4 separate regions of the Mus musculus genome follow, and all the other regions are linked to region 1. A link is a contact called in public Hi-C data. All regions are on one chromosome and are shown on one strand. Each heading gives the region's core, a stretch centred on a gene start, on an enhancer-like site or on the middle of the called end of the contact. The rest is flanking DNA. Distances are from core to core; before and after follow the strand shown. Region 1 overlaps Gm30978 (a long non-coding RNA gene). Region 2 overlaps Fgfr1 (fibroblast growth factor receptor 1). Region 3 holds the start of Gm39145 (a long non-coding RNA gene). Region 4 has its middle 4.7 kb from the start of Gm24992.

Region 1 (7,686 bases), core at 4,627-7,126:
ATTTAGCTCACGGATCTCGGAGCATGCTACTCTCAACTCTCAGAATACGGATGGGTATGGAACCAGGGTCCTGATGGAGCTAGACAAGTATTCTCCTGCGGAGACACACCACAGCCTACCTCTTCCTTCTTTTCTTTGAATTATGGTCTTGTTATGCATTTCCTAGACTATCATGAAACATGCAATTCTCCCTGTCTCAGCTTCTCAAGAATGTACAGAGATAAGGGCCCTGTTGCTGCATCATGACTGACCCAAGGGTTCCACACATGGAGAATGAGGAAGCATGCCAGTTTGGGTCATAGATGATAAGGTCACCCACATCCTCAAGGGGCTTTTTCTCACTTCATCTCATCTGTGCTCAAAGGCTGACCCTTACCTCCAAATATCTTCCAACACAGGACTTTGGGATTGTTTCCAATATAAGAATTCTTGGGAGCCATATTTAAAGACATGTCTGGGGGCTGGAGAGGTGGCTCAGTGGTTAAGAACACTGACTGTTCTTCCAGAGGACCTGGGGTTCAATTCCCGGCCACCAACAAAGCAGCTTACAACTGTCTGTAACTCCAGTATCTGATACCCTCATATAGACATACATGCAGGCAACACACCAGTGTACATAAAATAAAAATAAATTAATTGTTTTTAAAAAGTATATCTGTGCCGGGCGGTGGTGGCATACGCCTTTAATCCCAGCACTTGGGAGGCAGAGGCAGACAGATTTCTGAGTTCGAGGCCAGCCTGGTCTACAGAGTGAGTTTCAGGACAGCCAGAGCTACACAGAGAAACCCTGTCTGGAAAAACCAAAAAAAAAAAAAAAGTTTCTCTGTGTGTATTCTGTGTGTGATGTGTGTATATGGTGTGTGTTAGTGCCAGTATGAATATGCCAAGAAACTCACGTTGGGGTCAGAGGTCCTTGCTCTCTACCTTGAGACCACCTTGGGTCTCTCGCTGTTCACTTCTGTGTATGCCAGGCTAACTCAGGATATCCCCGCCTCTGTCTCCCAGAGCATTATGAGTTCAGAAGCTCATGACCAAGCCCAGGTCCATATAAGCATGAGTTCTGGTTACATGAACTCATGTCCTCACATCTGTCAGGAAGTGCCTTGCCCATTGAGCCACCTCCTCAGCTCCAACAGTGCCAGATGCTGACAGAAACATTGCCGAGGAAGTTGGGAAGGAGAACCTAACTTTCAGATTACACTGTCCTTGGTCCAGGGAATCAGGAAGTTGCTGTTATCGTCAAGATACCAGTGAAAGGCAGGGTATCTCTACAGATAACTCACTTGCGTTATAGCCTGGAGGGTGATTAGCTATACCATAGAAGCCAGACGCTCCATAACCCATGTCTGCCCAGGATACCTGCTGCTTGCTCTGGGAGGTCAGTAACTCTGATCTCCAGTTTGCCACCGAAATAAATCTGCACACAAAAGTAAAAGAATTGAGAAGCTAAAAGTGAACAGACAAACAACAGATAAACAAAACACCCAGATAAACAAAAACCAAATTTATCAAAAAACAACCTTGTGGCTATTTTTACCTTTTTCTCCTTCTAGAGTCTTCCTTGGACTCAATTTCTTTCTCTCTTTCTCCCTTCCTTCCTCTCTCTCTCTCTCTCTCTCTCTCTCTCTCTCTCTCTTTCTTTTTTTTTTTGTTTTTCGAGACAGGCTTTTCTTTTCTTTTCTTTTCTTTTCTTTTCTTTTCTTTTCTTTTCTTTTCTTTTCTTTTCTTTTTTTTTTGAGACAGGGTTTCTCTGTGTAGCCCTGGCTGTTCTGGGACTCAGACTGTAGACCAGGCTGGCCTTGAACTCACAGAGATTCCACCTGCTTCTGCTTCCAGAGTGCTGGGACTAGAGGCAGTCACCACACTTCCTGGCTTCTAAATCTTTTTTGGAAGGGGTCGGCGGGGGACAGGGTGAGAGTCTGAATCTCTCAATGCACACTTAATGCCATAGCCCGTCTTTCACCCTGAACCCTCGTGGCTTCTTTGTGCTCCATTTGTCTTTTGAGTGAATTTTTCCATGATGTCTTCCAATTGATAGATTTATCAATGTTTTTCTGTCTTTGGTTGCATACAGTCTAGAGTTTAACCTGAAGGCTGACCTTTAAGAAAACCACTGATTATTTTTACAGCTCAGATTTCCAATGGGTTCTTGGGTTTGCAGCCCCCTCTCCCTTTACATTTTCCACGAGGTCCATTTCTACCGTTTCCATTTAATATTTCTTATACATTTTCAGCAGTTATTCTGCCTTTCCTATGTATTGGTGCTGTGTAGATAGAAATGTGTGTGAAGGTCTTTTCTACACTATTCTGTAAACCATTGTCAGCTAGACTCCACGTGGATGATTTTACCACCCTCTAACGAGGAAGCGTTCGATGTCTTCATTGTGTGTATTTTGGAATTTTGATTTGTAGACCTTGAAAGGCAGTTCTCCCCACATACACTCAATGTGTGTGCATGTTTGTGTGTGCGTATGTGTGTGTTGTGTATGGTGTGTGTGTGTTTATGTATTTTCTTTTTTCTCTTCAAGGTGCAGTTGGTAGTTTTGTGGCTGCTTCTATTTGGAAGCTCTCCTAACCTCTCATTCCAGGAAATAAAGCCCTATGTTGTTTCACGGATCTGCATCCTGTGCTAGACTAGTGCCCATCTGGAAGTGGAGCTTGTGGGTGGCTTCCTCCTTGTGAGGCTGTGATCCTCTCACCCTCTTAGCTCATCCTACCCAGCTCACAGAATCTCAACGCTGCATCTTCCTCCGGCCTCCTGTCTCCCGGGAAACCTTTTTTGTTTTGAAGAGTAAACGTTTCTATGAATGTACAATGGACATATTTAAAATGTACACTAGTCATAAATGAATGCCTGGATGCTTCTCTGAATGAATGTTCCTGGGTAACGGACAGGGGCTAGAGTTTTTTGGAGAGGCATCACTCAACCTAGAGTAAGAATGGGAACATTTGCCTGGTGGTGGTAGCACATGCCTTTGATCCCAGGACTTTGGAGGCAGAGACTGGGAGATCTCTGAGTTCAAGAGCAGGTTGGTCCATAGAGTGAGCTCCAGGACAGCCAGAGCTACACAGAGAAACCCTGTTTTGAAGAAAGAGAGAGACAGAGACAGAGAGACAGACAGAGAGAGTGCATTATCTTTCTCCAGAAGGCTCTTGGTGTTTAACCCGTCACTCTCTTTTCCTTCTTTTCTTTCTTTCTCTCTTTCTTTCTTCCTTCCTTTCTTTCTCTCTCTCTCTCTTTCTTTCTTTTCTTGTTTTGTTTGTTTGTTTTTTTCGAGACAGGGTTTCTCTGTATATCCCTGGCTGTCCTGGAACTCACTTTGTAGACCAGGCTGGCCTCGAACTCAGAAATCTGCCTGCCTCTGCCTCCCACGTGCTGGGATTAAAGGCGTGCGCCACCACGCCCGGCCATCATCCTCTTTTCAAACGTGATTCTATGCCTGGCTTTTCTCTGGGAACACAGAGCCCAGAAGCCCCTTGTCACAGCCTCTGTAGTGGTGTTGGGCTTTGCCCTCCATTTGCCTCACAGAGAGCTCAACTTCCCTTTCACCCCAGCCATGTATTGAGCATCGCCACTTCTTTGTGGCAGGAGTAGAGAGAGATTCTCTACCTTACCTGGAACTCCAGCGGCCTTTTTATGGAATGCCGTTCTTAGGACTGGGGACCAGGGAGATGGGAGCAAGTAAGTCAACTTTGAGTCTGGAAACCCTTCGAATGCTCCAGATTGCATTCAGATTGCTGTCCTTTAGTGATAGACATTTAGTACAAAATTGCACGCAGTGAGGGAGACAACTTTGGACAGATACACTCTAGAAACCATGCACTGGCTAGGCCTGGAAGCAAGGGATGAAAGAGTCATTTAGGGTTCCCGCTGATGAGAAGTCTCTAATCCTGGTGAGGCATACCCAGGGCCCACAAGGCAGCAAAGGTGATGAGAAGACCGGAAGGGCAAATCCAGGAGATAGGAGGTGACTTATTAGATCCACGTAGGGACAACTTTTAGTTTCTGAAAATCTGATGGAAGGTAGCACAACCCACAGACCTTAAAGCAATACAAGAGACAGTTCGTGAGGATTCATCTTATTTGGCAATTTTGTCAGTGGCTAGCTCTGCAGGTCTTCTTCTCAAGATTTTGGTTTCATACCTACCCAAAAGGTGGGTGTTTGGGAGTCCCTGCCAGTGACAGCTAAAGCCTGGAGAGACAGGGGTGGGTAGGGAATTAACAACCAGACAGGACTGCTCTAGGCCCAGAACATGTCAGCCTACAAGATGGCAGGCCCCAGGGTTCCTCAGGTTGATGTTTGTGCCCTGGTAAGTGTGGAGGTACCCAGATAAATGTGGGGGTACCCAGATTCTGAAGCTTGTGCTTGGTGGGGGACCCTTAAGGAAAGGGTTGAGCAGAGTCAAGAGATGTAGAGATACAACAGGGAGACAGTCTTTCTTCTGGTCATCCGGAATTTAGTCCTTTACTACCCTGATATACAACTGCTTCTAAAAACGGAGACCACCTCTTCTGCATGTTGACTGTCCAGGAAGCTGAGGAGATTTTTTTTAATCTCCTCACTCTCTTTATCTACCCCTGGACTTCTCCCTGTTATGGAATCAGTCAGCATTCCACTGGTGTCCCCAGCCTGGAATGAAACACACAGCCCAGCTTTCCAGTCAGCCAGACTGAGTGTGGCCGCCACCCCTCAGGTCAACTGTCATCTTAGAAGTGATCTGAGAAGGTTCTAGAAGCATATCCCTGGAGTTGAGAGGTTTCTAGTTTAGAGCCTAGAAGTTGGCTATGTGAAGGGCCCGAGACATAGCAAGCTTTAGCAAGCTGAGGGCAAGAGGCAGCCTTAAGTACAGGACTCTATTCTTTTCAGCCTCCACGACACAGATGAGTACTACTGAAGTTGCTTGCTTTAAGCTGAACTAGAAGAATAGGTTGCTATGACCTGTGAGACCGCAATCCTACTCCCATCAGCGAGGTTGTGTTCCTCATTTAGGGTCAAATGAGGAACAGTTTAGTTTAGTTTATTTTTCCTCCTCACACCCAGAGGGGTTTTATAGCCACCTTATTGACCTTTGGGGTGCTATGACCAACCAGATACTGACACATTGGGGGGGGTGCGGGGAGGTTGCACACCTCTTAGTCCCGTGGGCGTTGTAGAATCTGAGCTTGGGTCTTAAAGTCCTACATTTCGTCTGAGTTCTCCCTGCAGGCTCTGCACCTGGGATCGGAGGAATGAATAGAGAGCTTGTTTTAGTAGGAATTTCTTCCCTCTGCTGTTTGCTTTGGGTTTGTTCCCCTCTCCGTTCCTGGCTTCTAACCCAATATTTGGCTTTCTGTAAGCACTAAATATATATATATTTTTCATTAACACCCCCCCCTCCCCCGCTAAACATGGCTTCCTACCTGCTTCCCACCACCGGATCCCCAGCCTGGAATGAAAAACACTACCCAGAGGGCATGGCAGAGCGGCTGAGGCTGAGCGTGGGCAATTCCGGGGAGGAGGGAGGCGCAGCGCCAGGAAAGAGGAGCACTCACCCACACGGGGCATCTCCCAGTCCCAGTCAAGGGAGCATCTGAAGGAAGGAGGGAGGGAAAGGGAGGCAGGACAGCCACACTCTGGCTTTCCGTACCCTCGTACCCTCTGCACCCTGCTCCTCTCCTGGTACAGTGAGTGCCTCCTAAGAACCCCAGCACTTCCAGGGACAGCAGCCAGGGCCAGGGCACACAAGACCTCCCAGTTACCTACCCTCACATCCCACCCTAGACTGTGCCCTGGGGGTGGCTGCACCTTCCTGTTCTCTGTAAACAGTCAAGTCTGTAGCCTGAGCTGAATGGAACCTGGCAGTGGAAAATTCCCCTTGCGCAGTCTCACAGCCTCTTAGGCAGTGCCTAAAGCAGCAGCTATTGAGTAACTAGCCTTGGCCAGCTTGGCCCAGGAGATCCATCACTTAGGAGCCTTCGGGGGAAGGGAGGCTGCTTCTAAGAGGCAGGTTAGGAGGAGACAGTGGGACCCCAGCTCAGGACCTCCGTAGTTCCTGCCTCCAAAGAGCCCATCCACAGACTTGGTTTTCCGAGTCTGGAACCCTGGCAGTCCCGTGTCTCTGTCTGGCCCGGCAGGAAAACCTCGAGACAGCTTCTTCCTATCCCTGATTTACAGCCTTGCTGTGTTTCTGAGTAAGGCTGACAGGCTCTGCAATTCGGTGGTGCATGCTTGATTTCTGCTTGGATCTGAGGCTGCTCAGGAACAGAAGAAGTGGCTTCGGAGTGTAATCCTTCCTGCCTGAACTGTTGCTCTCTGCCCGCCCCAAGATGCATTGGTACCCTAGCGGGCCAGCTTGCCAGTGTGCGCGTGCGCGTGTGTGTTGCTCATAATCCTGGTGGCTAGCATGGACTTTCTGACCTTCCTCTGTGCTCTTGTTTCCTTCTTCTTTTCCTCAGAGTGTTCCCCAGGCACCCAGCACAGTAGGAACTGCCAAGGGACTCAAGAATCCAGTTAAAGTCTCTAGCCTTGTGCAACTTACTACTCGATCAAAGAAATCAACTAGGAATGCCAATCTCTGCAATATAAATCCCCTACTCACTCGCTAACCAAACCCTGCCTGAATTCTGCTTCTCAGATCAGCCAAGCCCAGACTGTATTGGCGATTCTCAGGAGTGATGAATGCCATGATGAGGTCTACTCCTACTGGGCAAGTTTGGGTCAGCCCTCACTGAAGTGTGCTGTTACACGTAGGTCATGAGTCCTGGTCTTAACCTCTTACAAGAGGGTCCCAAGTTTCTCCTCCTAAGAAGATAATGGATTTGACTGATCTAGCTAAGCTTAGAGGTTCCTTGCCCGATTCCTGCCCCCAAAATTTGTGCTTAGTCCTTAGCCCGAGTGAGCTGTCACCTGATGGCTTTCTTCCCTATTACTATCCCTTCCTCCCAGCCCATCTGGATCACCGGAAACTCCCCTTTGTTTTGTGTGGGATGGACACACACTTCTTCATTCCATTCTAACATCAAGCAAGGGTAGGCCATGTGCCAGGCACTGAGGTAATGCTGGAGGCACAAACTTGTCCTCTGGAGCCCATTGACACTTGAATATCACAGTCTTACTTAGGACTTGACTTCATGTCTTGCAGTCCTCTGGGTTATAGGAAAACTATGTTAGTCTTCCCAGTATAGAGACACATGACCAAACTCAGAACCTTAATTGTTTGCCCACATTTAACTGGTGGGAGTTACTTGGGTTCAAGTTTCTCCTTTGCCACTATAAACTTTGGCTCCTCCTCCTTCTCCTCCTCCTCCTCTTCTTCCTTCTCCTCTTCCTCTTCCTCTTCTTCCTCTTCTTCCTCTTCCTCCTCCTCCCCCTCCCCTCCTCCTCCTCCTCCTCCTCTTCTTCTTCTTCTTCTTCTTCCTCTTCTTCCTCTTCTTCCTCTTCCTCCTCTTCCTCCTCTTCCTCCTCCTCCCCCTCCCCTCCTCCTCCTCCTCCTCCTCCTCCTCCTCTTCTTCTTCTTCTTCTTCTTCTTCTTCTTCTTCTTCTTCTTCTTCTTCTTCTTCTTCTTCTTCTTCTTCTTCTTCTTCTTCCTCCTCCTCCTCCTCCTCTTCTTCTCCTCCTTCTTCAAAAGACCAGTGTCAGGTTGTAAAGATAGTACACACACAGAGAAGGCCCATTACAGGATTACCCATCTTTCTCATTGGCATGA
Region 2 (7,259 bases), core at 2,959-5,458, 130 kb before region 1:
CTAGAGCTAATTACACTATAGGCAGATCCTTAGTTTTATGTGTTAAATGCAAATAGTTCCCACATGTTATCTAGTTTACATGGGCTTCTGATGTCAGGAAATACAAGCAGGAAAGCAATTAAAGTTTCAGAAAAAGACACGTAAATAGGACATTTCTGTGCCCACTTCTCCCATTTGGGCCAAGTAATTTGGGGGAGGTGAGAAAGCACAAGCAAACAGTAGGAAGGTCACTGGGGGGGGGGGGTGGGTGGCTGGGGACAGATGAACTGTGTGTGACAGGTCCACCGTAGGCTCATCTGTGATCCTGTGGCTGGGCTGGCACTCAGAAAGGGATTCCATGCTTGTTTGTATCTCCATCTTTATTACCAAAGCAGTCGTACAGGTCTGAGTCTGTGGCCCCTGTCTCGTTGCTTTCCTTTGGGGAAGGTGGAGCACGTTCACTCTGAATGTAGTTCAAGCTTTCCTGGAACTCAGGCCAGTTCTACTTCCTCACCAGCCTCGACAGGGATTACAGGCTCAACACACATGCACGCACACACACACATGCACACACACACACGTGCACACACACACGTGCACACACACACACACACACTGAGCCTGGCTTGTGGCCATTAGTTTGATTAAGAAGCTCAAAGTAGATGCTTGCAGAATTTAAACTGTTTGTGACCAAAGCCTAAAGTGTTGTTTTATATCCAGATCCTCCAGGCCAAGTCCCAGGAGACCTCACAGAACAGCAAGGCTGATTCCAAAGGAGCCTAAGGATCCCTTGAAGGTGGCGCTCCCTCTCTTCAGTCACTCCGCTCAGCAGTGGCGTCCACAAAGGAATTCCAGCTAAGACTGTCTGGCTTGAGATAAAGGATCAGCCATTAAGTCGTTGGAGGCCTTGTGACCATCCCAGAGATGCAAGCAGTGACACCAAGTTCAGGCCATTTAGAGAAGCTTAATTACAGTCCATCTCTACTGTATAATTTTGTCATCTTACTAAACGTTGCATAAAGACACTCCCACCAAGTTGTGTTCGAATGGCTTCCTGTTTGTGTGAACTTGGGGAGGGGACTGAGCAGGGGTGGGGGTGGGGCTGTGGTTTCTAGGCAAGCACTGGCATTGAGCTGTATGTATTCCCCTGCCCTTTCTTTCACTTTTGTAAATGGCAAGGTAAGATCGGAATTGCCCAGGCTAGCCTTGAATTTTCAGCCTCCCTCACCGCATCTCCCAAGTAGCTAGGATTATGTAGACTTTATGTTACCAGGCCCAATTGGATGTGGACCTTTTAAGAGGAAATATATTTCACAATGGAGTCAGCTTGGCACCTTAAATACCTCTCTCTGCCTCCTGTGGCTTGGAATTGTTAGCCAGAACATGGAGACTCCCCAAACCACCTTTAAGAGCACCTGGCCGGCCTTTGTAGAGGGACTCCTCAGTAGAACAGTACCGTGCCCGAGGACCAGGACGGACGTGCTTCCCAGGAAAGCACAACTTCTTAGAGAAGTTAAACAGATAGTGATGCTGGAGGGACTGTCCCGTCAGAAGACCACTAAATCCTGCAGAGGGTCAGTGTCTGGTTCCCAGCACCCACATGGTCGCCACGACCAATTTCTAACTCCAGTTCTACAGAATCCAGCAACCTCTTCTGAACTTCACAGGTACCATTCATGGTGCACACACACACACACACATATATAAACAAAACACTTATATGCCAGACCGTGGTGGCACGTACCTTTAATTCAAGCACTCTGGAAGGAGAGGCCGGTGGCTCTTTGTGAGTTGGGAGTCCAGGCTGGTCTACAGAGTGAGTTCCAGGACAGCCAGAGCTACACAGTGAGACCCTATCTCGAAACAAACAAGACACAGACATCTCCACCCACTTCCCAGGCCTTGAACTCAGGAGTGCTGGGATTATAGGTGTGTGCCACTACCACATAGCCAATGAACTCCTTAATCATCATTCAAGCAACTGGACTACACCCCAGCCCAGAGCATGTACCTCCTCAAAATGCTCCCTAGTCATGGAGGACCAGTCCCACCCAGTGTGCTAATCAACTGACTTCTGTAGGCTGTGTTCATACACCACTCTGGGAAGCTGCCATTGCTCTAATCTAAGGTATCTCACAATACAACTTCCGTCTGGAAGTGGTGGGTTTTTAAACTTAGTGCATACTATAGATGTGTAATATGGGAAAGGGATTAGCTACTTAACTGGCTTAATCCTCTCATCTCCCTGATGCACGTGGATTCCTTCTGGCCTTCTCAATGAGCAAATGGAAGTAGTTAAGTCATGGAGTCTGGCCATTGAGGACTCCACCTGTGCCCCGACCCACCCCACTCCCATCCCCCATTTTACTTTTTTGGAGACAGGGTATCACCATGCAATCTTGGTTGACCTAGAACTCAATATATAGACCAGGCTGGCCTTGAATTTAAGAGATCCACTGGCTTCTGCCCCCTGAGTTCAGGATTAAAGACCATCACCTTTTGTTTTCAAAATTTGGGTTACTAGGCCATAACCCCAGGCTGACACACATACTTTCCTTTAGAGAGCCAGTTTCAGCACACCACTGGAACCTCCGACAGCACGGCAATTGAATGCATTGCTTCTGTGCACCAGGACATGCACGTACCCAGCAGGCAGTAAAGATTCTGAATGCTGCTGTGTGTCAAACAAGAGGGAACCAGTTCCAGAGTCCTTCATAACTTCAGTGTGTTCTGGTTCGTTTAATTTCCTTTTAGACAAGAGTCTCACTGTGCATCTTCAGCAGGCCCTGAACTCACGATGTAGACCAAGTTGTCCCTGAACTCAAGATCTACCGGTCTCTGCCTTCTGAGTCTGGGATTACAGGCATTCACTACCAGGACCAGCCAACTTCAGGGTTCTTGCTGGTCTACTCCCTTCTTGGTTTCTACATGCCATGTTGCTTCAAAGCCCTCCATTCTCCCTCCCAGCTATTTCCTGCATATGTGGTGGAACCAAGCTCTACCAGCTGCTAACAGCTGCTAACAAGCTCATTGGGTACAGTTTTAAGCTCTAACATGCGCCTGTAGCGACATTAGACACAGCACACATTCTACACAGAATTGTAATAGTTGTTGCTGCTACTTAATAGTATGGCCCTGCACTTGTGCCATGTCCAATTCTGTACAAGACATATTGGTCATGTCCAGAGTCTGACAATGCTATATCCAGGCCAAAAGTTCCCGCTTGCAGGTAGGTCTGTTACTTCAGAGGACAGTGGCTCTGACAGTATAACCTAACACTGTCTGTGTGTAGGAGGATATTTTAGCTTGCTGGCTCCACCCAGTGGCAGTTGATAAACAGAGTTCATTACCATTAAGGCCGATTTCTTACTTCATCTATGTTCAATCTTACTTACCTGAAATCGATACATTACATTAACAGAGCCAGGGGACTGATGGCCTTTAGCCTATGGCAATTAGAAAAGATGGGGAAGCAGTATTGATTGATGCCTGGGCCATATTTTAACCCCCAGGAAACCAGACAGATGCTGTGCTCTGACAGTAACATCTTCATTCTGTAAGCTGGGTTCCCCCTCCCACGAGACCTAATCTGGTCCTCTAAGTGAAATAGCCATTTCATTTCCCTTCATGTCAATGTCACTACTTTCTATTTGATAGCCACCCCTGTCCCAGGGGCCGTCTGCGGGCAATCTGAATAGTAACAGAGGGGACTTCAGTTCCTTCCAGTTCCTAGCTCCTCTCCTTGAGTCACACTAAGCCCTTTCTGTGTTCTCCTTCCATCCACACAGCAGTGAGTCAAGTAGACCTGAGGCAGAAATAATGTTCAGTTTTAACAAGAGAAAGAAAAAAAAAAAAAACCACTATGATACACGGTCTCCAAGAAAATGAGTTTGTGCTAAATTCATTCCCTAGCCCTCTTTGCCAAATGATGTCTTCTTTCAGCATAAAAACCATTCATAATATTTTGACAGTTACATGTGTACAGAGAGAAACAACGATAAGAACTCTTATGACAATGACCCAAACCACAGCTGCCAAAACTGCATTTAAAGAAGCAGCCCTAACCCCTACAGATGAAATCATACTGAACAGGTTTGTATTCAGCAGACCCAGAAAAAAAAGACCAACCAACCAACCAAACAAACAAACAAAAAACAAAAACAAACCCTCTAAGGCTTGAGTGGTGTGGGTTTGAATAAGAGACCAAGGTACCAAAGCAACCAGCAGGTGGCAGAATTGAGTTGCCAAGTTGACCCCAACCAAAGAGATCGTTTTCTGTTTCCTGAGGGATGGGTGGAGTTTGTGAAGGAAAAACTATAGGAAGCCAAGCTCAGGGACAGACCCAACTGGGTAACAGAGACCAACAGGGAAGGGGAGGATATTTACAGGAGAGGAATATGAGGAGTAGGTTGGGGAAGATAGACAAGACATCTGAATGTACAGGGTCTAGGGTTTGGGTTTCTGTCCAGTTCTACCCTCTGGCTAACCTCATCCTCTCACTCTCTCCTCCGAGGAAACAATCAAGTGTGCGAGCTTGGCTCTCTGCCCTCAGGACCTCAGTCTTCTCCTGCTGTTCCCAATGCATCGGGAGATAGAAGGCTTGGCTGGGAGGTCTGGGGCACAATCCAGGAGACAGAGGTCATGGGGGGCAGGGGGAAGACCAGCTCATGGCCCTTTACCCCCTGTCTCCCTCCTCTGCGCTGGACACCTGCTCTCTTTTCACACGCCCAGGATAAAAATGAAGCAGCAGCAATTTTTTATTGAGGGAAACCTAAACTGAAAATAGGTTTAAAACATAATTTAAAAAAATAAAACAGCAAAAGTAGCAAAAAAATATATGACCTTTTAAAAAACATTTTCCTTTTTTTTTTCTTTCTGTTCGTTTGTTTTTAATATATAGCAACGGATGCTACCCTGGGCGTCTCCCCCATGGGTAAATCTCTAGTAACGACCCTTTTTAAAAAGACATGTAAATATATACTCAAGATTTATACACTTTGTGTTTTTCTTCATAGCTATGTACAGAGCCCCAAGTCTAGGGCTCAGCCCAAGGGCACATCACGGCTCCCAGTCTCTGCCTCCCTGTCTTCTGGTACCAGGCAGGTATTTGGTCAGCAAAGCAAATTAGTATTGGAATTAAGAAGCTACTGGTACCATCCATCTGGAGCAGAGGTTGCCTTCGGTTAAGGCCTAAACAGAAACCTCACGGCTTCCAGGAGCCCCAAGGCCCCTGCCGCCAGAACAGAAGGGGCTGATGGGTCAACAGGAATGCCCCGGATGCTCCACTTGCTTCCGCTCTGCACACCTCCAAGCAGTGCCAGGCAGCGGGGCGGGTCTTGGTCCAACACCTGGGAAGGAGGATGCGGCCGTCGGCAAGCACCTGCCTCTTGGCTCCTCTCTCACACAGCAGGCTAAGAAGAGGGAGAAGAGGGGTCTTGGGGGTGATGGAGGGGGAAGGCCACAACACAGGAAGGCCTCAGTCAGGCACTGGCTCTTGCCAGCGGCAAAGGAGGAGGAGAAAGGCAGTGTGTCCAACAAGGGGATTGTGGGTGAGGGGCACGGGTGACGACGGAATGGGAGAAAACTGGGGACAGGGTTGGTAGTCAGCGCCGTTTGAGTCCACTGTTGGCAAGCTGGGTGGGGTGTCGAGGCAGACAGGGCTCCTCAGGTAACGGCTCATGAGAGAAGACAGAGTCCTCCCCTGAGGAGCAGGTGGAGCTCCGTGTGTCGGGAAAGCTGGGTGAGTACTGGTCCAGCGGTATGGACAGGTCCAGATACTCCTGTGACAGAAAGGGATCGGTGGGTGGCACCCAAACCTTCCCAGGAGCCTATGTGACAGAGGCCCAAGTTCCAACCCCGGGGGACAGCCCTACCTGGTTGGAGGTCAAGGCCACAATGCGGTCCAGGTCTTCCACCAACTGCTTGAACGTAGGTCTCTGAGAGGGCACTGCATGCCAGCAGTCCCGCATCATCATGTACCTGAAGCAGGATGGTGAGGTTAGAGAGAGAGGAAGGACCAGGGCAGAGCTGGACCAGAGGGCTTGGGGAGGGATGGACAGGGAGGCCACTTCTCCCAAAGAGACCTTTCAACCCCTGCCCACCATGCTCCTGCTTCCTTCAGAGCCAGGCTTGAGACCTCAGGAACCTCGAATAAGCCACCATCACCTGAGGAAGCTGTCCCAACATCCAACCCAGCTTGCCAGTGGTGGATCCAAACAGTGCCGACTACTAACCCCCCATCCTTCCCCTCTAGCCTATGCTTACAGCTCATTGGTACAGTTACTGGGCTTGTCCATTCGATGACCCTCCTTCAGCAGCTTGAAAAGTTCCTCCACAGGCACACCGGGGTATGGGGAGCCACCCAGAGTGAAGATCTCCCACAAGAGCACTCCAAAAGACCACCTACAGGGGAACACGGTTCCACGGTGGCTTAGCACAGAGTCAGGCTGCCCTAGGAGTTCCTTCCCAAGTCCTCAAGAAGTTAAGAGTAGTAGGTGTGCATCTTGAACCTTTCTCACCTCTTCAGGGACCTTAAGTTCAGGGGGGCAGAGCACAGGAGACAAGAGGGCAGCAAGAGACTATACTATGCAAGGAAGCCGGAAGCACACTGTTCATGGGACAAGACAATGCTACCCCTGCCCCAGTGATGGAATAAGATTCCCACCAGTTTAGCATGCAGGGCCCTTAGAATTCTTTCTCCTGCATATCCCAGGCAACTGTGTATTTCAAACTCACACATCGCTCTGGTGTGTGTAGATCCGGTCAAACAACGCCTCAGGGGCCATCCACTTCACAGGCAGCCGGCCCTGCAAGCAGCAGCAGATGTGTATAGGCGGGATGACACAGAGGACTCACGGGGTGAACGGAAGATGACGGCGCAGGCAGTGAGTTGACAAGGAGGTGGGAGCCAGGGCATGGGACACGAGTCCACAGCCCATCCTACAAGCCCTTTTATGTTAGACCACTCAACCCCACACGAATACAGCAAAGACATCGAAGCAGGATCGAAGTGGGCACGAGTCTAGTGGTGTGGAGCCCCACGCCGCGCCAAGCAAGAAACTTACGTTGGTGGTTTTCTTGTAGTAGTCGATATGATGAATGTCTCGAGCTAAGCCAAAGTCTGCGATCTTCATTACGTTATCCTCGGTCACCAGGACGTTCCTAGCAGCCAGGTCTCGGTGTATACACTGCAGAGAGGTGGAGACCAGAGGAGATGACAGCCCTGAACTGTCACTTACCCATCCAGTCCCCTCTACTCCAGTACTTACTGCCACAGCGGG
Region 3 (7,489 bases), core at 1,531-4,030, 170 kb after region 1:
TGGAAAGGCAGAAGCAATGTGTGCAGCTCAGTGTGTGCTTAGAATAAATAAGGCTGTGCGTTCCATCCCCAGCACCAAACAAACACAGAAGTACTAGGAGATACCATCAAACCAAGTGCCATAACTTTATACAAAGGTTCAGCTTTGAGGAAGGGATGATTTCATGCCCTGTTGTGATTTCAGCTTTGCCTGTTTAGACATCTTTCAAATTAGGCTACAACAGTGTAGCTGCACAGAACGGATAACCCCACCTTGCCTGCTTTAACATGTTACACTATGTCAGTTGCAGCCTAGATAGATGACAAACATTCCCAGTAATGGGGTTACTTCCCGCCCAGGCCAATGAGGGGGGCCAATGGGAAGAATTAGTTTATCTGGGACAGGAGAGTTTGCCTGGGGCATTCTCTTATCTTAGCATAGTGTGCCTGTTCCCACTATGTAAGTGTTCTCATTGTCTAATCCTCGTGTTTGGTTTCTAGACCCCCGGGATGGCTTATGAGAAATGAAGAAGCAACTCAAAGGCTGGATTAAAGATGCCTGTGTCCATTCAACGGCTCCTTCCTACAAGCTGGGTTCTTATGGGAACCCAGAGTACAGACAGCAACAGTGCTTCTAGAAGGTGAGTCTTCGCTTAGCTAGAAGCCTTAGGCCAGGTGTCTAGTCAACATCTGACTCTTTGCTCTGACTGCTAGAGCGCCACCTGTTGGAAAGCCTTGCTCCTGCAGCATCTCTAGCGGAGGGGGTCAGGCCAGAGCTGAGCTGATACATTGTAGCTTCCTAAAGAGCTGAGCTGATACCTTGTAGCTTCCCACCCGCAGACACCAGAGTCCTCTCCCACCTGTCCAGGAAAAAGCTGCCACTGTGTCCGGTTGAGAGCTTTCCCTGGGAACATCACCCAGCCGTTTCTATGCATAGGCTTGTTATGGCAGTCTAACCAGGAACAGAATCAAGTGGACCAGAGGAATCGACCTGGGAGAGGAAGCCACTTCGAATCATAATGGTCTATGTGTTGCATTCCCAGGTGTGCTTAGAACCTGTCCTAAAAATGTCTTTTTGTCCTTCCGACTTGAGAACTATTGCACTATCCTCCTGCATCCTTTGTTGTTGAAAGCTCCTGCCCAATCTGAGTTTCCTTGTGAAGAGAGACTCCACTAGACCTCTTTCTTGGGCGCACGCTGTTTCTCTATCTTCTCCCTAAGAATTCAAAAATCATTGTACCATTCCACCTGTTTCTTTATTTCCTCCCTCCCTCCTTACATTTTTGTAACTGAGGATGGAACCCAGGACCACAGCATGCTAAACCATGCTCTATCATGGTGTTGCACCCCCCCAGTCTCCTGCCTCCTTAGTTGTCTATGATGCTGACTTAGGTAAGACTCCATCCTAGGCAGGATGGACCGGGAGAAACCACACTGAGTCAACACTGGCTGATGACTGAGGATATAAAGTTTCTCAGAAGCTGGTGTGGCGACGTAGTAGGAGTCTCAGTACCCATACTACAAATCAGCCCTGAAAACAGCAGAAGCAGCCAAGTGCCAGGGCTGGAATGCTAGGCAACTGAGCTCTCTGCTCCCAGTGAGGCCTCTCAGGCCACTCTAGGACAATGCAAAAGATTGTCATGCGTTCTTTGCAACTTGGCTGAGATGGTTTTCACGCAGGCCTGTGGGCCATATTGTTCTTCCTCTCTTGGCAGATCTTTGGCACCCACTCTCCTCTCTGGCTGCCGGCAGGCCTCCCTGTAGCTGTGCTTTGGCCTGATTAATGGAGTCCAGCTTTCCCCCCAAGGTGCCTGGGCAGTGGGGGTTAAGTCATGCTAGAAGCCCTAATTGCCTGGTCACTTTTATTTTGGGAGGGGTGTGTGTGTGTGTAGACTTCCTGTTTACGGCGCTTTCCTACACAAAGCAAGGCAGACACATGATGTTTTAAGAGTTTCTTCATTCAAGGAGAGCCAAGAAACAAAACCGGAGTCTGCTAAGAAAACAATAGAGGCCGTGGCTACAGAGCATTCTGGCTCTGGGAAACGACTGGGTCCCCTTTGCGGGGGTGGCTGCCACCACTCTGCTGTACGTGATGACTGCCAGTTATTAAGCCTGTCTGGCTGAGGGGGAAGCCAATGAAGAAAACAACAATAAAAGGGAGATAAATGGCTCCTGAGAAATAGGAACTATGCAGGCTGGGGGGGGTGGAGTGGGGGGTGGAGCCCCTGCACTGGTTTAGAGTTTATAGCCAGGAGGATAAACACCACATAATTCTCAAACGATCACCATTTGGAGATGATAAAACAAATAAGAGAAAAAAAAATTCCCTGGAAGAAAAGTTTACAGGACAGAAATCGTGATATCCTGTGTAGAACATTCACGAATTCTGTCTTGGGTCTGGGGTATGCTCAGAAATAGCCTTCCAGCTTGGTTTCCGAGTTTTTGAGGGCCACAAGAGTCTCCCTTACATCACTGGACGACGGATCTCCACCCATCCTAGCGTTGAAGGAGAGGCGGGGTGAGCCCTGGCACGTCCTTGTCGGGGTGCAGGGCGAGGCTGCTGTGCTCCTCCGAAAAGGATCCCCTCCTCATCTAAGTCCAAAACGCCGACCGCGCAGAGGCTGAAAAGGTCTCAACTTCCTGAAAGATGCTAAAGCAAAGAGTCCTCAACTGTCCAGAAACACGGAACTTATGGGATCTACGGAACTGGTATCCCAATCTTGATGTGGCTGGAATGTCCCCGGTGCTTTTGAAACCCTGTGCTTGGGCCAGAGGTCACTCCCGTCCTCTGAATCCATTTGCCAACAGCTTAGACGCAGGCAGCCGGCGCCCTCTTGAGGAAGAAATGCGTGCCTGTCCAGCGGGCTGGAATGCTAAGGCGGTCGCTAGGTCCTGTGGGCCTCCTCTGCACCCCAGCACGCCTAAGGGGAAAACCCAGGCTTTTCTTGGAAGAGTCTGTTTTCAGTTCCAGCTGGTCTACTGGCTCCCAGTGACTAATGAGGCACCTCTGCATCAGTGGTCCTCGGGACCTCTCGAGGGAGTAGGCAGTGAGCAAGCACAAAGGCCTGGGTCATTTGCAGCCCTGAAATGTTATGGTCACGAGTGTCTGATCATTGCCAAAAGGCTCCTAACACCCTGTGAATATGGCAGAAAGTGTGGCGGGTAAAGAAAGGTAGGAGCGAGCGGTGCATAATACACACTGGCACGTCTACAGTAGCTCCTGCCTGTGGTCCTGACACCTCGTGCTGGGAGCCAGAAGGGTCTCTAGTTTGAGATCCTGCTTCAAAACAAACCCTAATGAGATACAGGGTGGGCTGACTGTTTTAAACCACACAGAAAGCCACAGGATACAGACAATTGGGGGTGGGGAGGTGGGCATCATTCTCAGGTGTTCTGAGTAGGCTCGGAAGGTCTGGCAGCAAAGAAGTCCTTGGCGAGAGGAGAGGCTGACCTTACTGAGTTACCTTTGGCCAAGGCCATAGAGGCCACACCCTGGGCCGTGGGATTCGGAGGCTCACAGGCATCGGTGTTTACTCATCTTGTTCAGACTCCAGGCAGATGCTTCTCTACCACCTCATCCGCATGCGTCACTGTTGTGGGTTGTGGTCTGCCAAAGTTGAGACAAACACAGGGTCACATGGCTGACGCGCTTGGGTAAGAGGACAAACAGATTAATGCACCCAGGGCTCCTTCTCAGATAACATCTATGCAGTGGGCTGAACAAAGGGTGATGTCCTGGAGTTCTGGCCATCCTCCCTGTTCACGCTCCGCAGATGCCCAGGGGTTAAAGGAGTATCTGCAGCCACGTACACAGAATGAGGAACGTTTTGAAACAATTTGTAACCGGTCGAATACTTGAAACACGTCAATCCTTTATCTTCTCGGCCATCTGGAACTGGGTAATGGTGGTCTATGCAGACGTTTGGTCCAGGCACTGGGGAGGCAGAGGCAAGATGTCTGAGCTTGAGGCTAGCCTGGTCTACAAAGTAGGTTCCAGTACTACACAGAGAAACTCTGTCTCGAAAAACTAAAACCAAAACTAAAGCCAAACCAAAACCAACCAAACAACCAAACAGCCCCCCAAGAGCCAGATGGTTACAGAACACTAAAGCTGAGGACATTAAGGGATGTAGCTTAAATTAGTATATATGTAGCATAAATGAGGCCCAGGTTCAATTCTTAGGAAAAACAAACAAGCAAACAACAAAAACACAAAAGAACTGTTTTATAGGGCTGGAGAGATGGCTCAGAGGTTAAGAGCACTCACTGACTGCTGCTCTTCCAAAGTCCAGAGTTCAATTCCCAGCAACCACATGGTGGCTCACAACCATCTGTAATGTAATCCAATGCACTCGTCTGGTGTGTCTGAAGACAGCTACAGTATACTCATATAAATAAAATAAATAAATCCCCTTTTTTAAAAAAGGAACTGTTTTATATAATTTAGTTGAATCCTCAAGTTTTAAAATATAATTTAGTTGAATTTTCAAATTGTTTTTTCAAATAATCATTATAAAAATTCACACCACACATTGAATATGAATTTATGTAATTATAAATAATTTTGAAAGGGATTCGGATTGGTTTGTAGAGTGCTGAGAGGGCCTGGCTTTGCTGATGCACCACTTGAATCTGGAGGCAGCCCATGAAGAGTCTAAATGTTGGTCTGGAGAGGACTGGCTGCTCCTGCAGAGGACCTGGGTCCAGCACCCAGCACCCAGCACCCAGCACCCAGCACCCATATGGTGGCCAACTCTCTATAACTCCAGATCTAAAAGCTTTGATGTCCTCTTCTAGCCCCTGTGGTCATCAGGTGCACATGTTGTACACAGGATTACATGTAGACAAAACACATATATCTATAAAATTAAAATAAATAAAGATTTTTTAATCACAAAAAATAAATAATATTGAACACTTGAATAAAGTAACTTCTTTTGAAAACATACATAAAAACCATTTTAACTTCTAATTTACAGTTGTTATATTTTAAGTAATAATATGCTTAAGTTCTGTACACGTTGAGACAATAGCATTTAAAACCCTTCCTTATAGCTCACCTTAATAGAACGTAAATTACTTGATGGTGACCATAGTCGTGATTTTTCTTAATTGAAAGTATCTCTGTACAATAAATGTATACTTTGTTATAAATAATGCATGTCTCTGTTTAAGTTCCTATTCAAGTTTCACTAACAAAAACCCAGAACACTCAGACATGCACAGTAATAATTGGATTCAGTTGTTCTATTTTGCTCACATGTGTTGAGCACAGGCTTTTCAGTTTTGTCATTAGGAAGAATTTGTCATGGTTAGGAACAGAGGACATATTTTATGTAACAGTTTTTTAGTGTCTTTTTGTTGTTTGCTTGAGTTCCTGGAGACGTGCGTGGTATATATGACCAATCTGTACCATTGGTTAAGGTCCCCAAAGACCTGAGAGGAAAAACAAGGATTTCCTTCTTGAAGACAAAGAAGCATCAAGGAACTGGGCGTATTGTGGCAGGCAAGGCTAGAGGGCGTAGGCAAGTCTAGCTGCCATGGGATGTTTGAAGGATCCCACACTAACACTGGGAAGCCATTGGGGTTTAAACTACAGAAGGTGGGTTGTTCTGCTTGCTGTATGACTGAAAGCAGGAACAGAAATTGGGCCCACTGGAGGCCTCTTGCTTTGGCTCTGATGAAATACCAGGTATGATCTGTTTTCTTTGAGGGGTGATGATGAGACTTCGTCTGAGGGAGGAGTTGACAGGGCTCTCGGGTAGATTGAGTGTCTGTGACAGGGAAAGGAAAGCCTGCTTTCTATGCTGTTGGTTCGTGTGGCTGAGTTTGCAGCCATCTCCAGCATCTGTGGCATTGTTTCTAGGACTTCCCCAGAGATGGCCAGACTGCAGATGCTCAGACCAGGGTTGCATCTAGTCTATGCTTATCCCTCCATGTGCTTCAAATCATCTGCACTTAAGGTCCCTAATACAGAGCGAATGCTGAGTCTAATTGTTAGACTGCCTTGTTTAGGAGATTATGACGCACAAAGACCATAACATGATCCATAGAGATGGAAAATGGTCTTACCACCAGCATTTGTTTGGATCCTTATATATGGAACCCATAGATACGAAGGTCCCATAGACAGACAGACAGACATATAGCTATAGATAGATACTTGAAATAGAAATTTGGCTTTGTACAAGCGTGTGAGTTTCTGATAATAGGGGGGAAGTTAATGAGACAGCAGAAATTTTCCTATAGTGCCTGCTCAGAGCCTTATCCAGTTTGCAGGGCTCACTGGGGCTTGTCACCCATGTCCCATCAAGCAGTCAGTCAACTGTTGCTACAGTGTTCTCACAGAATAGCTCAACTCTTTGCTGAGCTCCTTCTGACCTTGAAGTCTCAGTCAATGGGTAACACAGAGGGACTCTGAGGATCTGAATTTCAAAATGAATACCCTCCCTCCCCCGTCCCCTTCCAAACCGGGATTACGGGCATGTATCACCCCACACTCAGTGCAGAGGATCAAACTGGCTCCTTTGCCAGCTGAGTTATATGCCCAGAGTTCCCAGTAGGACTTCCCAAAGACTGAAAAGTCAGTAGAAATATCCTCTCCGACCATCTTCCAGCCGCCGGATCACACTGCTGTGATCATTTTGATGGTACTCACACAGTGTGTCTCTGTACAGGTCTTGTTTTGATGAGCAAGTTGATGTAGATGTCACGATGTATCCGGTAGAGTCATAGCTCTGTGTACTCTAAACCACAAGATATCAGAACAAGGACCCTCAGGGCCGGAATCATAGCTCAGTGGTGGAGCACTTAATCAACATACACAAGGCCTGAAGTTCTATTCCCAGCACTGGGAAAAGGAAGGAAGGAAGGAAGGGAATGAATGAATAAATAAATAAATAACTAAAAAAGGAATGTGAGAGCTCAGCTGCTCAGCCTCTTTGTTGCCCTAATGAAGTGGGGATTAGAACTTCATTGTGACATTGGATGGCCACACACAGCTAGCTGGTGACAGACATGAGCTGACCCCTAGGCTGAGACTTCAAGTGCACTTCCCATAAGTACAGCCCCTGCCCCAGGGTAACATGACAGATCACACGGTGGAGAACGTGACAGTGAGTAGGTTTAAATGTCTTCCTGCGGCAGTGATAGACTTAGGTCATTTCCTAATGGGTAGAGTCTTAACAGGCCTCTCGGAGTTCAGAGTTCTTTTCTAAGGGTAGTAAGCTTGACCCAGTCTCTACCACCAATCATCATCTGTTGAGAATCTTAGCCTGTGTAGCTAAGGCTATAGAGAGTGGGGCCTCAGTGATCCTATGGTGTGTGGGTGGGGAGGGGGATGGTAGGAGTGGAGAAACTGATGTGACTGTTCCAACAGAGATTGTCACTGTTTACAGGGTCACCAGGGATGATTCAACACTGACAGAAAAGTCAGGGGAGGGGAGACATATGCAGCCCTGGGTCATACAGAGGGACAGACAGGAACTAAGCAGGCCTGAAGGAAACCAGAG
Region 4 (7,893 bases), core at 4,381-6,880, 190 kb before region 1:
TTGCAGGAAAAATTAACACTTAATCCACACACAACACTTAGAACAGTGCCTGGTGTAATTAGCCTTCAGTACCCCTTCGCTATTACTTGGTACAATATTGTATTCAAAAGAAGTAAGCAGAAGGGGACCAGAAATCGCACTGTATTGCCACTGTTGTTAAAAAAGACACTGAGGAAGAAAGCATGTGAAGGGGGGGGGGGGGGCTGAAACCAGGAAAGGCAGGCTGGGGCACCGAGGGAGTTTCTCACCCTCTGCATTCAAACCCCCTGTAGAGATGACTTAAAATTCTGACATCTTTGTGACCTAAATAAAACCCAGATAAGGGCAGTCCACCTAGGATGGGGCTGTACCCTGGTGGTAGAGTACTCACCTGGTACGTACAACACCATGGGTTGGATCTCAACGCTCTATGTGTATGTGTGTGTCTGTGTATACAGATGTGCATATGTATATACATGCAAACAAATCTTAATTTTTAACTACTAAACATAATAATAGTAATAATAATATTGATATAAATAGTTAATGAATCCAGGGTTGGAGAGATAGTTCAGTGGTTTAGAGTACTTGTTGCTCTTTGCAGAGGACTCCAATTTGTTTTTCAAGACCCACATGGTAACTTATAATCAACCACCTGTAACTCTAATGTAGGGTATCCAATGACTTCTTCTGACCCCTATGGGCACCAGGCACACAGGTAGTCTTCATATGTACATGCAGCCAAAACATTTAGACACATAAAGTAAATGTTTTTAAATGTTTAAAAAATAGTATCAGTTGAGCGTGGTGGTACATGCCTTTAATTCCAGCACTTGGGAAGCACAGACAAGTTGATCTCTCTCTGAGTTTGAGGCCAGCCTGGTCTACAAAGGGAGTCCAGGGCACACAGGGCTATTAGAGAAACCTTGTCTCAAACAACAATAAACCAAACAAACAAAAAAAAGAAATAATTAATATCACCAACAGTTTAGCAGTTTACTCTATATCAATCAATATTCCTCTAAATGTTTTATATTCATTACATTATTTAAGTCCTACCCCAAATATTTCTCTATAAAAATACTATTACCCACACTTTTCAAATGAAATGCCAAGACCATATCCCCCCCAAAACAGTGAAGTTTTCAAATACAAATTTTGCTCAATAACATCAGCTCTTTAAGAGCAATTTTATTTCCCAATTCATAAATATGTGAATTAAAAAACAAAAAACAAGAAGAAATCAAGCAGTCCACAAACTGCACGCGCGCATGCGCACACATGCACAAGCGCACGCACGCACACACACTCACGAACACACACCCTTCCTAGAGTTAACAGTTCCATGGGAGACTAAACAATTGCATCACTTCACCTAGATTTTCCTTTAAGATAGGGTCTGACACAGCTCAGGCTGACCTCAAACATGCTCTACAGTCAAGAAAAACCATAGACTTTGAATCCTCCTACCTCCCACCATACCCTAATTTTATGCTGAGCTGGGTATCAACCCTGTGCTTTGTGTATGCTAAGTAAGTACTCTACTAAGTGACCTACATCCCTAACCCTGTAATCTGTACTTTTAAACAGATAAATGTAGTATTTTTGAAAGATGGCAAGGTGCTGGAAAGATGGCTCAGTCAGTAAAGGGCTTGCTGGGCAAACATGAGACCTGAGTCTGAGCCCACAGACCCATGTGAGAAGCCAAGCATGGCGGCACACTAGGGAGAACACAGAGAGACACCAAGGTCTTGCTGGCCCAAAAACCTAGCCGAGTTGATGAGTCCCATGCTCTATGGGACGCCCTGTTTCTTTTTTTTTTGAGGGAGGGTCATTGAGGATGACACTAATTATTGACCTCTGGACTTCACATGCACATACAACAAATAAACATGCACATGCACACAAACATACATGCACTCGCATTAAAGAGAAACTTGATAAAGGCTTTTTAGATTTCTGTTACAGCTGCCCATACAGTTTCAGAGCAGTAGGGAGAAAAGGGGATGGGGTGGGGAGAAAGGAAGAGAAGGAAAGAGAAAGGAAGGGAGGGGAGGAGAGGGGAGAGGAAGGAGGGTTGAAAATTATCAACAAAAGTTGTAAACTCTTATTTTTCTCCCAATTTATTTATGGGAAGAGTAACAATTTTAAAAAGTATATCTGGGGGCTGGTGAGATGGCTCAGTGGGTAAGAGCACCCGACTGCTCTTCTGAAGGTCCAGAGTTCAAATCCCAGCAACCACATGGTGGCTCACAACCATCTGTAACAAGATCTGACTCCCTCTTCTGGTGTGTCTGAAGACAGCTACAGTGTACTTACATATAATAATAAATAAATCTTTAAAAAAAAAAAATAAAAAAAAAATAAAAAAAAAAATAAAAAGTATATCAAGCCAGGGATGGTAGGTCACATGTTTAATCTCAATACTCAGGGTGCAGAGACAGGTGGATCCCTCCGAGTTCCAGGCCAGCTTGGTCTACATAGCAAGTTCTAAGACAAGCAGAACTAAATAGTGAGACCCCGTCTCACAAAAGAAGGGGAAAAAGAAGAAGAAGCAGAAAGAAAGAGGATCAGATTCTAAAGTCAAACTAGAGAAACAGAAAAAGAAAGTAACCATATTATGTATTTTAAATGAACAGCTTTAAGATAAAAGTATCAACTAAGCATTAACATGTTAAATGCACAGTTAAGACAACTAATGATTGTCCAACAGGATGGACAATCTTCTTTGGTAGTGTGTACATTTGCTGGACTCTACCTTACTGACTTACATGCTAGATCATATACATACTCATTTATTTCAATGTTAACCTCTTCTCTTTATATTTGGTTGCACTTCAAAAGTCTTTCTACTGATCACCACTAAGACCTTTCAGAATCAGAAGTACCCGTAAGATGCCATATACTTGACCCATTTCTGTTTCAAACCACTTCTTAATCCTTAAGTATGTTAGCTTGTAAACCTAAATATATTGCTTTGTAGACAAAGTCCTTCTTAGGCTCCCCACTACCTAGAGAAGGTCTGAATATGGTGACAGACCCTCCAGGCAAGGCCTACCCTTCCTTGGCTACTCTGAAGGCTCTCTGCTCTAGCAGGGGAACACTAGGATTGCAGTTCTCAGGTGACACCTCTGTGCCCTAACTAATGTAAGCTCCTACATGCAGTGAGCCCCCTAAACACCTCTTTTCCTCTTAACTTTACCCACCCCTTGAGTTCAGACAGTGCTCCAAAGAAACAGCTACAGGAACAGAGTTAGTCTGAGCAACTCTCCTGAGTTCCTGTGCATGCCTCTTAGAAGAAACACTGAACTATCTATTTATGTGAATTTTGTTTTCTTAAGATTTGTGTATTTTGGGGTCTGGAAAAGTAACTCGGTGGTTAAGAGCACTGGCTACTCTTCCAGAGTATCCTGACTGGCTTCCTAGTGACTGACACACATGTGGTAAGTAGACACACATGCAGACAAACATCCACACACACAACATAAAAATATTTATTTAACACTTATTAAATATTTATTTTTTAAGTGTGTGTGTGTGTGTGTGTGTGTGTGTGTGTGTGTGGTAGAGGTGCTTGAGGAGGCCAGAGGATCCAAGCAACTGTAAACTATCTAATGTGTGTCCTGAGAATCAAACTCAGGTCCTCTAGAAGAGTAATACACACTATTAGCCACCGACCTTTCTTACTTTTACTATTTACTTTTATGTGTGTGAATGCTTTGCTTGCATGTGCGTCTGTGTACAACACGTATGCAGTGCTCAAAGCAGCCAGAAGAGGGCATCAGATCTCTGCAGCTAGAGTGAAAGAACTGAACCATGTGGATGCTGGAAAATGAACCAGGGACTGCTCGCTACATGAGCAGAGTTTGAGACCATCCTCACCTCCAGTTCCATGAGATCCTACAATCCTCTTCTGACCTCGTTGGGCACCAGGCATATACATGGTGCACATACATATACATACATAAAACATTCATATATATTAAATAAATAAACCTAAAAAGAAATTTAAAAAAAGAGCTGTTGAAGGCCTTTCCATGAATTTGATTGACAGCTGCTTACCTTGCCACCACCAATATTCCTTTTAGTCTAACCAAAGTTCCCTAAATTTTAAGTCCTCTAATATGGTATAAAAAGCTTATAGAGGGCTGGTGAGATGGCTCAGTGGGTAAGAACACCCGACTGCTCTTCCGAAGGTCAGGAGTTCAAATCCCAGCAACCACATGGTGGCTCACAACCATCCGTAATGAGATCTGACACCCTCTTCTGGAGTGTCTGAGGACAGCTACAGTGTACTTACATAAAATAAATAAATAAATATTAAAAAAAAAAAAAAGATAGGACCATAAAAGGGTGACTCCCACCTTAAAAAAAAAAAAAAAAAGCTTATAGAGAGAAGTTAATATAACCAAAAAACCATCTTAAAAACCATCGTATAAATGCATCTACTTTAAAACCCTGTTATTAGTACTATAGAACTGAAACTCACAACAGTTTCCACAGTCAGTCAATGGAATCAGCAAGAACATGAGAACTACTCCAGCAGATATAATCCAGTGTATTTAAAATAACCTCACTATAATGACTAAAGTATCCAATGCTAACACATTCTCTACACTACTCAGAACAGGCCCTTTATTTTATCAGGAAAAACAAAAATTCAAGATGTTTTTCATATGAACTGTTTCACAGAGCATTTCTCCAGGTTTATAATAAATCTAGTCCTAAAGTCTTTCCACAGCAACAAGAATGGAATGTGTGCAGCTTATGGAATTGAACCTACTACGCTGATCCTCAGAAACCAGGCAATCTTAGTATTTGGCCACCACTATGGCAAAAATAAAAAGCAACTGAACCGACGACATCTAGCCTTGAAAGAATGGACAGTCACCTTTAAAAAACAAACCGTGTGAAATCTTTGAAGTACACAGAGCTACCATCCTTTTGGGGTTCTGTGTTCAATCTCTGTACAGATATGATTAGTGTGAATCCAGAACTCTAAATTACAAATGTTGAAGGTAGGTGTAGTGACACTGGCCTTTCATCCCACCACTAGGGGTTGGGGGTAAGGCAGAGGCTGGCAGATCTCTGAGTTCAAGGCCAGCCTGGTCTACAGAACGTGTTTCAGGGAAGCCAGGGTTTCACAGAGAAACTGTCTTGAAAAGCCTGTAGTAGGAGAGTAGTAGCAGTAGTAGTAGCAGTAATACACTACTTTTGTATTGCCCACTTTGATTTCATAATTTAAAATTAACTTGGTAATGTAACAAACCTGCGTTTAGGACAATGGAAGTGTGCTATTTTGCTTTATACCTATTTTAAAACTAGAAGCCACCCAGCAGCTAATAAATAACAACAGAAGGGAAAGTCAAGTTCTACCGGTCCAAATTACACCAAAAGCTAACCTTCTTCTTCTGTAACTCATATGGTCTTTTGGTTTTTAGTTCTGTTAGATCCCCTGCCTCAGCCCCCACTTCGAGGCTCTTGTAGGTTGTTTCTACTCAGAGTTTAACGTGTTACCATTAAGCTATAAATGGTGATGGAGCTCTTAGAATAAATAATAAAACCCCACAGGATTCTAAGAACCTGACCACACCTCCGCAGCACCAAGAAGGAAATGAATAATAATGTTTACCTTCACAAAAAGCAGCTAGAATTGATAAGCATCTCATCTATTTCCCAGAGATGAAAGGCAATACCGGAATTTGGCACAGTAACTTCAGTAGAAGACCAATCTTTCAAACAGAATAGATCCTCCTTGAAAATGTTTTGTGGTAACTACAAATTTTCGAGTGGCAGTGGCTGTTCTATTTGTCTGTTGATCATTCTGCCCCAAGAGAGCAAACACTAGATTATAAGATTTACTATTTTGCCAAGAAACAAAATGAACTGTTTTCAGTGACGTTTTATATATGCATATACAAAACTCTGGGTACAAGTATCTGGTTTCTGATTACAACTTGGGCATTTTCTCTCAATGTGTGAACCCTGTGGTAATGCAAACACGCATTTAAACCTTTATCTAACAGCACTCTCTCTTTCCAGACACTTTGTAATCTTTAAGTTTTCCTGTGGCTTTCCCCCCCCCCCCCCCCCGAGACAGGGTTTCTCTGTATAGCCCTGGCTGTCCTGGAACTCACTTTGTAGACCAGGCTGGCCTCGAACTCAGAAATCCGCCTGCCTCTGCCTCCCGAGTGCTAGGATTAAAGGCGTGTGCCACCACACCCGGCTCCTGTGGCTTTTTGAGACATTTTGAGATATCAAAGTTTATGGTTTGAAAGGAACTTCTACCAAGCCAGAGTTAGTAGCACAGACTTTTATCCCAGCACTTGGGAGGAGGAAGGTGGATCTCTGTGAGTTCCGGACCAGTCTGGTCTACATAGTGAGTTCCAGGACAGCCAGGGCCACACAATGAGACAAGACAGAGAGAGACAGAGAGGAGGGAAGAAGGGGAGAATGAACGAGTGCCTATCATTTTGGTTGAGGCTAAATGAAAATTAAAGGCTTTGACTTATAGGAAACTTTCCCTGAATGGCTTTCTAGCAATCATTGTAATAAAACAGTATTATCCCACAAAGGCACTACAGCCTTTTCCTAAGAGAACTAACATTCTGTATTAGTAGCCTTATCTGTGGATCTTCACTAAAGGTACTTTCCAAGGTAGCCTTTCAAAAAAAAACAAAAAAACCAACTAAGCTGATGACTAATTTCTGAGTTTAAGTGCAAAACCTACTGGCTTAAAAAAATAAATAACTGGGGCTGGAGAGATGGCTCAGTGGGTTAAGAGCACTGACTGCTCTTCTGGAAGGTTCTGAGTTCAAATCCCAGCAACCACATGGTGGCTCACAACCACCCATAATGAGATGCCCTTTTCTGGCACGTCTGAAGACAGCTACAGTGTACTTATATGTAATAAATAAATCTTTGGGCCGGACAGAGCAGGAACTGAGAAAGCAGGGCCGACCGAAGTGAGCGGAAGTCCTAAAAATTCAATTCCCAACAACCACATGAAGGCTCACAACCATCTGTACAGCTACAGTGTACTCATATACAGAAAATAAATAAATAAATCTTCAAAAAATAAACAATTAAAAATTAACAAAAATAAGAGCTGGGTTGGAAAGATGGCTCAGACAATAACGGTGTCCTCTGCCGAGCCTGACCTGAGTTCCATCCAGGTTGGGGGAGAGGAGAGAACGAATTCCTGTAAGTTATTCACTTCACATTTTCATGTGACTTTACTCACTTTTCAAAGATGTAAATCATGTCTAGTTAGTGAAGTTCCAACTAACTAGGATTTCCTGATCCTAGCACAAGCTCTCCCCCTAGCTCAGTCTCAGATAGCTGGACTACCACAGCACTAGGCCTCAGACTTTGAGAGAGGTTTTTTTTTTTAAGTTTTTATTTTACGTGTAATAATTGGAGCCTCCTGACTGATGCTCTAGATATAGAAATGATGGTTGTACAGCCTGTAAATATACTAAAAGTCACCCCACTGTACACTTTGAAAGAGAAGTTTTAGCCAGGTATGACAGTGCATGCTTTAGAAGATGATGTCTGTTCTGTGAGAGACTGGAGAGGCAGATAAGAAGACTTCTGTGAGTTCAAAGCCAGCCTGGTCTACATAACGAGTTCCAGGCTAACTACAGCTATATAGTGAGACCCTGTCTAAAATAAAAATTAATTAAAAATTTAAAAGCATGAGTTTTAATAAGCATGAATTATGTCTCAAAAAACCTCCCACAACTAGACACATTTTTCTTTTAAAAAATTAAGTATGTATATTTCACAATAAAATTTATATTATCCATCCAAAGAATTGCTGGTTTCAATGTACATGGTAAATGTGCTGAAAACAAAATCTCTTACATTTATCGTTGAGGTCCAGTAATTAAAAGGTGAAGTAGCAGAAAGGGC

Evidence for each region. A called contact is a pair of places that touch in the nucleus more often than the background predicts.
Region 2: a Hi-C map of the G1E-ER4 cell line shows a contact between it and region 1, with 2.6 times the contacts expected there. The contact joins two enhancer-like sites. A contact is called at or near these places in 14 of 484 Hi-C or Micro-C datasets (the G1E-ER4 cell line, the HPC-7 cell line, LSK cells and 8 more), 4 of 115 datasets of contacts at active chromatin or transcription factors (bone marrow-derived macrophages and embryonic stem cells) and 5 of 9 other capture datasets (adipose tissue, embryonic stem cells, embryonic trunk and 2 more).
Region 3: a contact with region 1 is called in a Hi-C map of uterus, with 5 times the contacts expected there. The contact joins two enhancer-like sites. A contact is called at or near these places in 1 of 15 datasets of contacts at CTCF or cohesin (pro-B cells), 24 of 484 Hi-C or Micro-C datasets (the C2C12 cell line, the G1E-ER4 cell line, the HPC-7 cell line and 17 more), 14 of 115 datasets of contacts at active chromatin or transcription factors (DN3 thymocytes, the NIH/3T3 cell line, bone marrow-derived macrophages and 9 more) and 3 of 9 other capture datasets (embryonic stem cells, embryonic tail and embryonic trunk).
Region 4: a contact with region 1 is called in a Hi-C map of the G1E-ER4 cell line, with 2.0 times the contacts expected there. The contact joins two enhancer-like sites. A contact is called at or near these places in 4 of 39 promoter capture datasets (the HPC-7 cell line, cranial neural crest and embryonic stem cells), 1 of 15 datasets of contacts at CTCF or cohesin (the NIH/3T3 cell line) and 2 of 484 Hi-C or Micro-C datasets (the G1E-ER4 cell line and nephron progenitors).

The regions. Positions count from the first base shown.
Region 1 is chr8:25,438,736-25,446,421 of GRCm38.p6, reverse strand. All of the region lies in intron 1 of Gm30978 (a long non-coding RNA gene), which reads left to right. Among named protein-coding and RNA genes, the nearest start is that of Gm30978, 12 kb to the left of the region's middle. RefSeq lists enhancers at 4,319-6,234, 4,965-6,490. Within about 2 kb of position 5,876, at least 152 of the 459 cell types and tissues checked have an H3K27ac peak or open chromatin away from gene starts, as enhancers often do. A contact at or near this core is called in the G1E-ER4 cell line, the N1E-115 cell line, the NIH/3T3 cell line and 9 more, where this site is marked.
Region 2 is chr8:25,572,245-25,579,503 of GRCm38.p6, reverse strand. Fgfr1 (fibroblast growth factor receptor 1) reads right to left here. Exons shown (of 18, transcript NM_010206.3): 14 at 7,044-7,166; 15 at 6,715-6,785; 16 at 6,244-6,381; 17 at 5,853-5,958; 18 at 3,786-5,759. The coding sequence ends at 5,583. It overlaps Letm2 (leucine zipper-EF-hand containing transmembrane protein 2), which reads left to right. Exons shown (of 11, transcript NM_001364069.1): 11 at 700-1,014. The coding sequence ends at 762. Among named protein-coding and RNA genes, the nearest start is that of Gm16159, 20 kb to the right of the region's middle. Within about 2 kb of position 4,208, at least 52 of the 459 cell types and tissues checked have an H3K27ac peak or open chromatin away from gene starts, as enhancers often do. A contact at or near this core is called in the G1E-ER4 cell line, bone marrow-derived macrophages and uterus, where this site is marked.
Region 3 is chr8:25,270,537-25,278,025 of GRCm38.p6, reverse strand. Gm39145 (a long non-coding RNA gene) reads right to left here and starts at 6,980. Exons shown (of 3, transcript XR_001778746.1): 1 at 6,637-6,980; 2 at 3,443-3,585. Within about 2 kb of position 2,780, at least 244 of the 459 cell types and tissues checked have an H3K27ac peak or open chromatin away from gene starts, as enhancers often do. A contact at or near this core is called in the G1E-ER4 cell line, the N1E-115 cell line, the NIH/3T3 cell line and 9 more, where this site is marked.
Region 4 is chr8:25,623,303-25,631,195 of GRCm38.p6, reverse strand. It overlaps a transcript of Nsd3 not described here. Among named protein-coding and RNA genes, the nearest start is that of Gm24992, 4.7 kb to the left of the region's middle. Within about 2 kb of position 5,630, at least 29 of the 459 cell types and tissues checked have an H3K27ac peak or open chromatin away from gene starts, as enhancers often do. A contact at or near this core is called in the G1E-ER4 cell line, where this site is marked.